Linked DNA regions of Sus scrofa: region 1 is linked to region 2. Evidence: chromatin contacts called from public HiChIP or PLAC-seq data. All regions are on one chromosome and are shown on one strand. The core of a region is the stretch at or near the end of the contact, and the rest is flanking DNA. Distances in the headings are between cores, read along the strand shown.

What was found. HiChIP or PLAC-seq counts read pairs in DNA pulled down with a chosen protein or histone mark.
Region 1: a contact with region 2 is called in an H3K27ac HiChIP or PLAC-seq map of alveolar macrophages. The contact joins the promoter of SFT2D1 here to the promoter of RNASET2 in region 2. A contact is called at or near these places in 2 of 5 promoter capture datasets (fetal liver and fetal skeletal muscle), 3 of 47 Hi-C or Micro-C datasets (blood, embryonic fibroblasts and skeletal muscle) and 1 of 2 datasets of contacts at active chromatin or transcription factors (alveolar macrophages).

Annotation. Positions count from the first base shown.
Region 1 is chr1:2,575,399-2,578,317 of Sscrofa11.1, reverse strand. It overlaps SFT2D1 (SFT2 domain containing 1), which reads right to left and starts at 1,503. Exons shown (of 8, transcript NM_001244534.1): 1 at 1,364-1,503. The coding sequence starts at 1,426.
Region 2 is chr1:2,145,427-2,148,259 of Sscrofa11.1, reverse strand. It overlaps RNASET2 (ribonuclease T2), which reads right to left and starts at 1,553. Exons shown (of 10, transcript XM_001928085.5): 1 at 1,338-1,553; 2 at 942-1,106. The coding sequence starts at 1,015.

The DNA of each region.
Region 1 (2,919 bases), core at 254-2,753, 430 kb before region 2:
CACGTGCCTGCTGAGCACCTGGGATGTGGCTGGTATGACTGAGAAAGGAAGTTGAAATTTCATTTAATTTTCATTAACTTAAATTTAAACAGCCACTTATAGCTATGGCTACTGTTTGCAGAGCACAGATCTATCACAGAATGTAAAGCAGAAGACAGTGGTTTGATAAATGAGGTGGGGGAGTTCCCACTGGGGTGCAGTGGGTTAATGACCCAGCTCGTCTCCATGGTGTTGCCATGCACTTCCAGCTCCGTGCAAGGGGTTCAGGATCCGGTATTGCTGCAGCTGTGGCGGAGGTTGCAGATAGGACTTGGATGTGGTCCCTGGCTGGGAACTTCCGAGTGCCAAGGGTACGGCCAAAAACAGGGAAAAAATTTTTTTTAAAAATCAATGAGTTGGATAAGCCATGGCTATCTAATGTACGTTTCCCATATTACTATTTATGGGTTCTTGTATTATCATTATGATTTACCAAACTCGTTAGAATTCACTTAGAGGAGATGCTTGACTTCTAGGCTTAGAACACTAAGAGCCTACCTAGTCCAGGATCCTGTTCACAAGAAGTGCTGAATAATTATGACAACAAGGAAGGAAGTTAGGACAGGAAAAAAGACAAATAAAAGATCCTTATGTAACATTGTTTTGTTTTTAAATGTTCCACTTTTGTGACAAGCAAACGAGAATTTGTCAGTATGCATATAACAAAAATACTTACAAAGCAGTTCCTGCTGCACTATTTTTAACCCTCTTAGCAGAGGAAGTAACCCTTATCAAGTCTCCTGGGTAAAGCATGGAGACAAGGGTTGCTTTTTTTCTTAAAAAAAAAAAAAAAAAAATCCCTTAACAGGGCTCAACAGACAACTTTTAATTTAGCATTATTTCACTTCTCAATGACCTGCTTTTTTTCTCCCTCCGGTCTCCCTGCTTCCAAAAGACACATACACATTCACAACAGTTCATTTAATAACCGAGGCTAAAGGATGCAATGAAGCTGTAAGATTTCGGCTTCAGCAGCTGGCAGGACAAGTACCTGCACACCTACTGCGCTGCCAGCCCGAGTTCGGAGCCCACACCAGGCGCAGGAAACCAAGCGGAGGCTGGGGAAGAGGAGCACGGGGGCAGAGAGGTTATTTGGGAGAGGGAGACAGATAGTAAAGGGGGTCCCTAGAAGTCACAAGGTCAAATAGGGGGAGGGGGTCCCAAAGTGGGCTCCATGAAAACCTGGAAAGCGCCTCAAATTCTTCCCGGCAGGCGGGTGGCGCCCTCCCGCATCACCTGGGCAGGTAGAGGAGGCCCAGCCGCCCACGCTGCGCGGTCCCGCCCCAGCACACGTTCACCCCGGGGCCGGGCGCCGGCTCCCTACCTGCGCAGTCAGGCCCTGCTCCTCGTCGTCCTGGCCGCTCAGGACCCGCCGCAGCTTCTCCATGGCCCTGCTCCCCGCCGCAGCGGCGGCCACTCACTCCCCAGCCGCTCTCGTTCACCCGGAAACCCGGAACCTGAAACTCCACGGGCCGACCGGAAGTCCGGGTCTTTCGCTTCCGGCGAATCGGAGCGGCCCCTGCGGCCGCCGTAGCAGCGCGCGCATGCGCGCCGGGTTGCGCCGCGGGCCCGTCTGAGCCCTGCGGCTGCGGGCAACCGCGTCGGGCTGCGCCTCCGCGCTGCGCTGGCTTCCTCCTGGCCCCGGGGCGGAAGCGGTCACGCAGGGAAGCGGAGAGCCGCAGGTCACCCGCGCTCGGGTCCAGCAGTCGCTGCCTCCCACCCACGGGAGTCTGGCCCAGCGGGCGCACAGCTCGCGTTTGTTGAATGAATGCACACAACGAACGGGGATCCTCACCTGTGCCTCGGACCCACGTCCGGGCCCGCGGACCCGGGATCCAGTGCCCGGACCTGCGGACCCGGGATCCAGTGCCCGGACCAGAAGTCTGTCCCTGCGGGCCCGACATGGAATGCTGCAGACCCACATCCAGTACTGCAGAGCGAGAACCAGTGCTGTAGACCTCAGGCCCAGTGCTCAGACCCACGTCCAGGACTTTGACCCGATCGACGTCTAGGCCTGCAGACCGAGGTCCAGGGCTCAGACGCGGGAACTGGTTCTGTAGCCTGGAGCTCCAGTGCCACAGACCTGCGTCCAGACCTGACAGCAGAAGAATGCTGGGGGCCAGTGTGAGGGTACTGGCAGGAGTTCGGTTCTGAACTGCAGTTCTCAAAATATCTTTGCTTGAAAGGAGACAGCGGGCAGGCCTTGGGGGCCAGCAGTTCTGTGCTCTGACTTCAGCCCTGCCCTGTGGTGCGGCGTTGGGAGCTGGATAGTTATACTCACCTACTTTTCAAGGTGAAACAAGAATAGATATAACAGTTGACCTTGAACCCTGTGGGGGTTGGGGTTCCGGCCCTCCCTGTAGTTTAGAGTGGGTGTACAGCCTCCAGCCAGCTCTCCATGCGTGTGGTTCGTGCACAGCCTCTTCAACCACATCCTCCGCTCCTCTGTATCCTTGGTCCTGCATCCTCAGGTTCAACCCACAGAGGATCCCACAGTGTTGTAGTATTCACTATTGAAAAAAAAATCCACGTGTAAGTGGCCCCAGGCGGTTCAAATCTGTTGTTCTAAGGTCAGTTTTACTTCAAAATACCTCAGAAGAAAAGGCAAAAGGCTGCCTTATTCCTTTTTCCTTGTGAGAAGTGTTTTTTTTTTTCACTCAGCTCATTTTCCAGCTTTGAAAATGTGGAACCCTGGGGTTCCCCTCTTGGCGCAGCGGAAACGAATCCAACTAGGAACAATGAGATTGCGGGTTCCATCCCTGGCCTCACTCAGTGGGTTAAGGATCCGGCGTTGCCATGAGCTGTGGTGTAGGTCACAGACACAGCTCAGATCCTGCATTGCTGTGGCTGTGGTGTAGGCCGGCAGCTGTAGCTCCAATT
Region 2 (2,833 bases), core at 304-2,803:
GAGGAGTTCCCGTCGTGGCGCAGTGGTTAACGAATCCGACTAGAAACCATGAGGTTGTGGGTTCGGTCCCTGCCCTTGCTCAGTGAGTTAAGGATCCAGCGTTGCCATGAGCTGTGGTGTAGGTTGCAGACGTGGCTTGGATCCTGTGTTGCTGTGGCTCTGGAGTAGGCCGGTGGCTACAGCTCCGATTCGACCCCTAGCCTGGGAACCTCCATATGCCGCAGGAGCAGCCCAAAGAAATAGCAAAAAGACAAAAAAATAAATAAATAAATAAAAGTAAACACTAAAACAGCAATGGTGCTTCGCGGAAAAGAAAAACGGCCCCATTCCTGCAGGAAGTATGAAACTTCTACTAATATGATCATTACTCAAATGAAACAGAAGGGCCTTAAAACCCGGTACTAAGACCGGCTACAAAAGTCAAAAATGAGGAGTTCCCGTCGTGGCGCAGTGGTTAACGAATCCGACTAGGAACCATGAGGTTGCGGGTTCGGTCCCTGGTCTTCCTCAGTGGGTTAACGATCCGGCGTTGCCGTGAGCTGTGGTGTAGGTTGCAGACACGGCTCGGATCCTGCGTTGCTGTGGCTCTGGCGTAGGCCGGTGGCTACAGCTCGGATTCAACCCCTAGCCTGGGAACCTCCATATGCCGCGGGAGCGGCCCAAGAAATAGCAACAACAAAAGACAAAAAGACAAAAAAAAAAAAAAAAAAGGTCAAAAATGAGAACCCCCTCCAGGAGAGCCTGTTTACCCCTGATTTTCAGTGCAAGAGAGAGCGTGGAAGGAGGGAACCAGGGGCGGGGGAGGAAGGCCTGGAGGGAGGAACTTGGAACTTCCCAGGGTCGTACAGGAACCTGGACAAAATGCGTGCGGCCGCCTGGGAGAATCTCAGCTTCCCCCCAGCCCCCAGCCGCCCGGGTCCCGCACCCCCCAGGCAGCTCACCTCCAGAGCTCGCGCGCGCCGCCCAGGCAGCAGAGCGCCAGGCAGAGGACGCCGAGGCCGGCCGGGAGCCGCATCGCGCCGAAGGCAGGGAAGACCCCGGAGGGGCACAAAGGCTCGGCTTTCCGAGGGCGCGAGGCCGTGTCCAGAGCCAGGCCCCGCGTTTCCCTGAAAATGGACAGATTTCCTTAAGCCGATCACGCACGCCGTCGGGCGGCCTGCGGGCAGCGCGGTCAACCCCGCCCACCCCCGAGGAACACAGTGGACCAGGCCGGCACCGACAGGTCCGAAACCCCTGACCCCTGCCCCGAGCGGGCCCTGGACCCCAGATCCCCGCCCAAGTGGGCCCCGGGTCCCGGATCCCTCCCGTCAGGAGCTCCAGGGACCCCGCCGCCTCACCGGGCTCGCCAGGCGCACACGAGTCCGGCCCTGCGCCCCGCAGCTACCCCGACGGCGACCCCCGCGGTCCCCTGAGCCGGGTGTGTTTCCGCGAAGGGCGCCCGACGCCACGCCCCCGGCCCGGGGCACGCCCCCAGCCTCGGCCACGCCCCGGCGCCCAAGGCCCCGCCCCCGGGCCGCCGGCCGGGTTCCGCGGGAGGACACACGCCGCCCGGGTCTGTTCTTCCTCTTTGCCTTTTTGACTAGGCTTCCCTTTCGGCCTAATTCCCGCCCGCCTTCGCCCCTCACCCGAACCCGTGAAGTCAATTTTCAAGCCGCCGTCCCTCAGCTCCTGGTACCCGGTCCCTCCTCCCCGCGTTGAGCTGCCTAGGAGCCGATGTGGTCAGGCCAAGGGTCCAGCCCGGAAGATTCCTGGCACGGCTGCTCCCCTGAAGGTGTGTGACAAGTGTGCAGGCACAACGCCTTGGGGCGCAGAGAAGTGCAGAGGAGAAGGCTGCTCCCTTGAGGCCAGGCTGTCCTAAAGGCACTAGGACCCTCAGAACCAGAGCAGGCATGGGGGCTGAGCGTCCTCTCCACCGCAGGGCCTACTGGGGCAGCCCTTGGTCTCCAGGCTTTGGTGTCTGTCCAGCTCCAAGACCAGAGGGGGGCCCCTGCCCTAACCCGACGCGAGTCCATTTGTCTCTGCTGCATTCGCATGGCTCTAGGTAGAACAGCAGGCCCTTCAGAGCTGAGCCTCCCCCAGGACCATCAGTCAGATGCAAAAGCAAGCCTGTGGCAGCACGCCTACCGCCAAGCAGACAACGAGCGTCCTTGGACCTGAGGAGCAGGAGACGCGTGACCATCAGAGCAGGGCTCAGATCGCTGGGTGGAGGAGCAGGCAGCAGATTCCTGCTATGCCGCCTGCCGCCTGCGGCTCAGACTTTAGTCCGCATCCCTCCTCCTCTGTCCTCAGAAACTACACCTTCAGTGATGGCCAGTGACCTCCTAACTGCGAAAAGTGGTTGGTCCCCTGGGTTCTCTGTGACTCTGTCAACCGGCTCTCTCCACTCTGCTGCCAAGGGGTAATGAAACTGAGCAGAACCCACCGGCCCCTCCCGGGTACAAAAGGGTTTCTGTGGCCCCTGCTTCCGGTTTGTAGCAAAAGGCTTCAGCCTCCACGACCTGCCCTGAGTTCCAAAGGGCAGATTCAGGCAGCTGCTAATTAGGGAAGAGAGGGAACGCGAAACAAAGGAAAAACAATCAGGAAGCTGCAGCAGTAAAACTGAGTCCCAGTTCCTCCTCAAGATATAAATAGACACCAAAACATCCTCCGCGGGAACTCAGGCCCCCTGGCACGTGCAGGACGGCAACTTCGCGGGAGCCCTAGATGCCTGGAGCCCCGCCCTGTGACCTCACCACTAACCAATCAGAGGAAAGGCGCACACCGCACAGCCCTCACCCCGCTTTTGCTATAAAAACACCTTTCTTTGCCCCGACCCCAGTGGGTCAAGAAGCGC